2 separate regions of the Rattus norvegicus genome follow, and region 2 is linked to region 1. A link is a contact called in public Hi-C data. All regions are on one chromosome and are shown on one strand. Each heading gives the region's core, a stretch centred on a gene start, on an enhancer-like site or on the middle of the called end of the contact. The rest is flanking DNA. Distances are from core to core; before and after follow the strand shown.

Region 1 (2,822 bases), core at 90-2,589:
GGGTAAAGACATTTGAAGCCAAGATTAACAACCTGCACCCATTCAGTGGGAAGAGAGAAATAACTTCCTCAAGTTGTCCTCTGACTTCTATGGCACATGACCTACACAAAATGAGTATAATTTTCAAGGCCAGCCTGGCCTACATGATGAGTTCCAGGCTAGACAGTGCTATATTGCAAGACACTGTCTCAAAAAAAAAAAAAAAAAAGGCTGAAGATATGGCTCAGTAGTTAAGAACACTGGTTGCTCTTGGAGAGGATGGAGTTCCATTCACAGCACCCACGTGAGGACTCAATCTTTTCTAACTCTGATTCCAGGAGATCTGATGACTGTTTCTGGATTTTGGGGGCAACAAACACACACCCTGAATACATGCAGGCAAAACACCTATATACATAAAATGAAACAAACAAAAAATATGATCTGAACATAACCTAAGAGTCTGAGAGGAAAGCAGGAAGACACTGCGATGACATACTTAAAAAAAAAATACTCACAATCTGGAAGTTAGAACACGGAGTACACTCTTCGGTCACCACAAACTCTTCTACCAACCAACATGGTGAAGTTGATGTGCTCACTAAAAGGAGAGAGAGAAAAACGGCCAGCCGAAGACCATTCAAAAAAACATTTCTCTCAAAGGCTCTGCCCATCTAGCTTCCCAACACAGGGCTTGCCCGCCCTCACTCCAGGTGGCACCTCCTTTTTCTATCTGTGTTCTGGGTGTACTAAAAAGGCATTAGAAACAAACAAGCTATAGAGAGGTACAGGATTCTCGGGCAATCACCCACCTGATAGCTTCTCCTCGCGCACCGGGGCCTCTGCTTCGCTGCAGGTAGGGAAAAGGGGCAAGAACAAGGGTGAACTCGCCGAAAACAGGGCACACCCACTTTTGACGTCAGTGGATGAAGAGTCCCGGTTCCTAAGGGCGTAGACTATGGGGTTCGCCCGCGATCCCCCTGTCCCTCCCCAGTACCCACTTACCAGAGCTTTAAGGTGAAAGCGCACAGCAACCAACAGAGGTGGCCGCCCCGGGGGAGGCCACGCCTCCCCGCGCCCACGAGCATGGAGCGGTCAGGGTCGCACCTGTTGCAGCAGACCTCCCGGAGGTTCCAGCTCAGAGCAGCCAAATGCCAGAGTTCTCAATCTGGGCCAACTAGAGCTCTATTGGAACGGCCTCGTGACCACGGCGAGAATAATCCATGTAGATGTCTTGGCTAGAAGCGCGAGGTCTTGATGAGGGCGCAGGCGGCCGGGAGAAGGGCACGCGGGTCCGGACTTAGTACCCCTGCCCCCTGGCCTCGGTCTCGGGAGCGGCCATCTTGCTCGCGGAGGCTCCTGGTCCCGGCACTAGCGGCGCCGACTCTTCCCGGGTGCTCTCGTCTATCTCCTGCTGTAGTCGTTCCGGACTCGGTGGCAACTGAATCTCACTGAGTTTGCGCAGGATCACGCGACTCTTCAGCTGGGCGCCGCGCGGCAGTGTGGTCCTTGTAGTGTTTGCAGAGCCGGCTGGATCGGCGGTATAGGAGATTTCGTTTGTTCTGGGTTCGCCTTTCCCCGATATCACCTGTTTGTCTATTTAGAACTAGGAGAGCGGGGAGGAATAAAAAGCGCCGCTCTGTCTGGACTTGGGGCCTTCATCAAAGCTTTGGGCTTACTATTAGGCTCTTGACAGCCTCCCCATTTCTGCCTTAACACCCTGGCGGGTCTTGCCAAGTTGGGTCCCGGAAATCTGCTGATGAGAGGAGGAACTGAATCGAATTTGAAACTCGCTTTTGTCCCTGGACCCACACCCGACTCTACAAATGAATAGTGTCTGTTTCCCCTTATGTTAGTGCGAAACTGCTTCACAGAACTATTCCTTTGAAAAACCTCAGATGTTCTCATCTCTCCCTTGCTCCTACAAATAGGGAAATGATCTCAAGGCTAAGAGCACGGAGATTTTTAATATTTATTTGGTTGGTTGGTTTATTTTGTATTTTATATTGTATTATTATTTATTATCATTATTTTGAGGCAGTAGGGTTTCTCTGTGCAGCTCTGGCTGTCCTGGAACTTGTTTTTTAGACCATGCTGGTCTCAAACTCAGAGATCTGCCTGCCTCTGCCACCCGAGAGCTGGGATTAAAGGCATGTCACCTCTGCCTGACTAGAGCATAGAGATTTTATTTTATTTTTTTGGAGCTGAGGACCGAACCCAGGGCCTTGCGATTGCTAGGCAAGCGCTCTACCACTGAGCTAAATCTCCAACCCCTGAGATTTTAAATTTAAAGTAATATTGGAACTAGATTCAGGATCTTTTCAGCTACTCGATTGGTGTTGTGGTGACTCAAGCCTTTAGTCCTAGTACTAAGGAGGCAGGAGGAGTTTGAGACCAGCCTTGTCAAGTAGCAAGTTCCAAACCAGCCAGAATTAGATGATGAAACTCTGTCAAGAAAGAAAGGAAGGAAGGAAGAAGGAAGGAGAAGAAAAAAAAAGAAAGTATCTATTCTGATGAAGAGATGGCTCAGTAGTTAAGAGCATTAGTTGTTCTTCCTGAGGATCCAGATTTGATTCCCAGCATCCACAGGGACTCCTAACTACTTGTAAACACATTTAGTTGCAGGAGGTCTCACACTCTCTTTTGGATACCACCGGCACCAGGCATGCACAGGATACACACCAAAACATACACATACTTTTTAAAAATACATTCTTCCCTGGGGTGTTAATCTTGCTGGGCATGGTGGTGCGGGCCTCGAATGCCTGCACTTGGGAGGTAGAGAGGCAGGCAGATCTCTGAGTTTGAGGCCATCCTTGTCTACAGAGTGAGTTCCAGGACCT
Region 2 (2,822 bases), core at 199-2,698, 270 kb before region 1:
CAGATCCATTCTTGAATCCTACTCCAAACAGTATCTAACGTCATTAACAAGGATTCTGGGCTTCTACACCTGTAAGTGAGCAGTAGCCAGTCAAGTTCTCCAAAGCCAAAATACTCACCAAATAGAAATCAAAGGGGATGTGGGGCACAAAAGGCCTGAACCTGAAACATGAAAACAATCCAAAATTATTCAGGCAGAAAGCAAGCAAGAGAATTCTGTCTTAAGAATTCAGGCATTTCTGGGGTTGGGGATTTAGCTCAGTGGTAGAGCGCTTGCCTAGGAAGCGCAAGGCCCTGGGTTCCGGTCCCCAGCTCCGAAAAAAAAAAGAATTCAGGCATTTCTAAGCTGCATCATTCTTAGCAAAAAGCCAAATTCACTTTGTAGGACATGAGGAAAAGAAATGCTTCGAGTGGTTTTCACAAAATCAAACAGAACAATCTACTCCAAACTCCTATCTACTGAAACAAACCAAGGCAAAGACGTGAACAGCCACACTCACCCTCCTCCAGGACCTCCTCTGGAACCAAAGCGCCCACCACGACCACGTCCTCTGTCACCCCTAAAAGTACATACATTTTACTCTCATGTTGCTGAAAAAGGTTTCCATCACACCATCAATGTTATTTCAATGTGACTTACCCTGACCCCCCTCCAACTACTGAAGTCGACAGATATATCATGCTCACTTCTCCCCGATTCCAAATGATGTCCAGTCCCACTCTCATGACATCCTAATTCTGGACTTTTTTTTCTTCTGTTTTTGAAACGGAATCTCATGTATCTCCTGCATTACCTCCCCCCACCCCAAGACTGCATCCTGAGCCACCACACCCCACTTCTAATTCAGGATTTTATCAAAACTCACATCAGGAAAATACGAGTTTCAGAACCTGACATACATACCCCTACTAAGTAACCCACGATCCTGAGGCACACGGGTCGTAATATTCAGGGTAAGGTGACTTCTCATTTATTAATACAGCATACCAGTTACGAGACATGTCCAATTGGTCAAACACTAGGCACCAGAAAAATGTGCAGCGCTCCAGCCTGCTCACTGCGCACGGAGGGTGATCTTCCTGGTCCGTTAAGACCTCTCCTCCATCCCCCGAGACCCAGGAATCAACACAACTGCCCTGCTGGGGCCCGGCCCCCCTCCAGGCCCGATTCCCCGAGTCGGCCAGCCTCCTCCTACTCCACTCTCTCCGGCCCGGCTTTCCGCCGGCCGCCCAGATACAGGCCCTTCTTCCCCCGACTCCATTTCAGCCTGCTCCCCAACTCCAACCCCCCATCCCTCGAGGCTACGGCAGGAACTTTCAAGCACCCTGTCTACTTACCTCATGGCTCGCTTAATCCTGAACAATGGAGACCACTCAACCGCTCTTCGCTTGGAAGAATCAAGGTAACAGAGAAACGTCGGGTCGGCGTGTCCCAACAAACGCCTGCGCGATAGGCTCCCGCCTCACTCCGTCCCGTGCGTTTATTGGTTAACCCAGCAACCAATGGAAATGCTCTGTAAAGGAGTCAACCAATAAGAAGACATACCAGGGACAGAGGCAATTTCCCCCACTTACAGTAGAGGGCGTTCAGAATTTGAGGCTGTAAGCAGGTAAAGTCTTCTATGGTAATACAAGCATAGCCTACCAGTAGGTAGCAGAGTGGCGCAGCGGAAGCGTGCTGGGCCCATAACCCAGAGGTCGATGGATCGAAACCATCCTCTGCTATCGGAGACTTTGTTTTTCTTTTTACGGGTGAAAATACAATTAAATTTTTCCATAGCAAGAGATGTGGGGTTTTTTTTCCTTCTCCAACTTTTTTTTCCAGACAGCGTCTTGCTTTGTCACCCTAGTTTACATAATACTCGTTAATGTAGCCTGAGCTGTCATCAAACTCTTAGCAATCTCTGCCGTGTGCCGCCTCACTTGAAAACATAACTTTTACCTTACGGAAATATCAGAAATAGTTCCATTTCCCACCATTTTTTCCCTCAATATCATTACTGTTATATGATTCTTTTTTATTGAAAATTGTCATACAATTTTTCTTGATCATGTATTTCTCTTCCCCAGTTCCACCCAGATCCTCCCTCCCCACTTCCCTATGCTAGGTGATTCTGACAAGTATTGATGTATTATTTACTTTTGTAGGCATCTATTCCTTCTAAGTAACCTCATTAAAATAAGGAATACTTTATCAGGTCGGCAAGGTGAGTCGGCAGGTACAATCGCAACTACCTGAGTTCGACCTCTGGAGACTCAGTGATGGAAGGTGAGCCGCGATCTGCATTTTGTCCTCCGACCTCACTATGAATGCCGTGGGTGTGGTGACACCCACAAACACAACATAAATAAATGTAACGGAAAAAAATTTAAAGGATATTTTGGTAAACATGGTGGAGCATGTCTTTAATTCCCGCACCTGGGAGGCAGCGGCAGGAGAATCTCTGTGAGTTCAAGGTCAGACTATTCTAGGTAACCAGTCCATGCCAAGTAAGTCTACATAGGGAGATCCTGCCTCACAAAAACAGTATTTTATCATCTCAGAAAGATAACCATACTGGATTTCTACTATCGTGGGTTAGGTTTGCCTTTAGATTTTCTTTTTATTGGGGCTCGATCAGAGATGACTCAGCAGTTCTTTTTTTCGGAGCTGGGGACCGAACCCAGGGCTTTGCGCTTCGCTTCCTAGGCAAGCGCTCTACCACTGAGCTAAATCCCCAACCCTAAGTTCAGTCAATCTCTAAAGTCCTCTAGGGGATTGTATTCACAAGCACGTATACATATACACACATAACTTAACATAAAATAAATCCTTAAACCGGA

What was found. A called contact is a pair of places that touch in the nucleus more often than the background predicts.
Region 2: a Hi-C map of hepatocytes shows a contact between it and region 1, with 1.7 times the contacts expected there. The contact joins the promoter of Ilf2 here to the promoter of Jtb in region 1. A contact is called at or near these places in 6 of 12 Hi-C or Micro-C datasets (the A7r5 cell line, Schwann cells, frontal cortex and 3 more).

The regions. Positions count from the first base shown.
Region 1 is chr2:177,981,550-177,984,371 of GRCr8, reverse strand. Jtb (jumping translocation breakpoint) reads right to left here and starts at 1,339. Exons shown (of 5, transcript NM_019213.2): 1 at 985-1,339; 2 at 792-829; 3 at 498-580. The coding sequence starts at 1,067.
Region 2 is chr2:178,255,553-178,258,374 of GRCr8, reverse strand. Ilf2 (interleukin enhancer binding factor 2) reads right to left here and starts at 1,448. Exons shown (of 14, transcript NM_001393800.1): 1 at 1,338-1,448; 2 at 500-559; 3 at 119-161. The coding sequence starts at 1,342. It overlaps Trnam-cau1 (transfer RNA methionine (anticodon CAU) 1), which reads left to right and starts at 1,653; the gene lies at 1,653-1,724.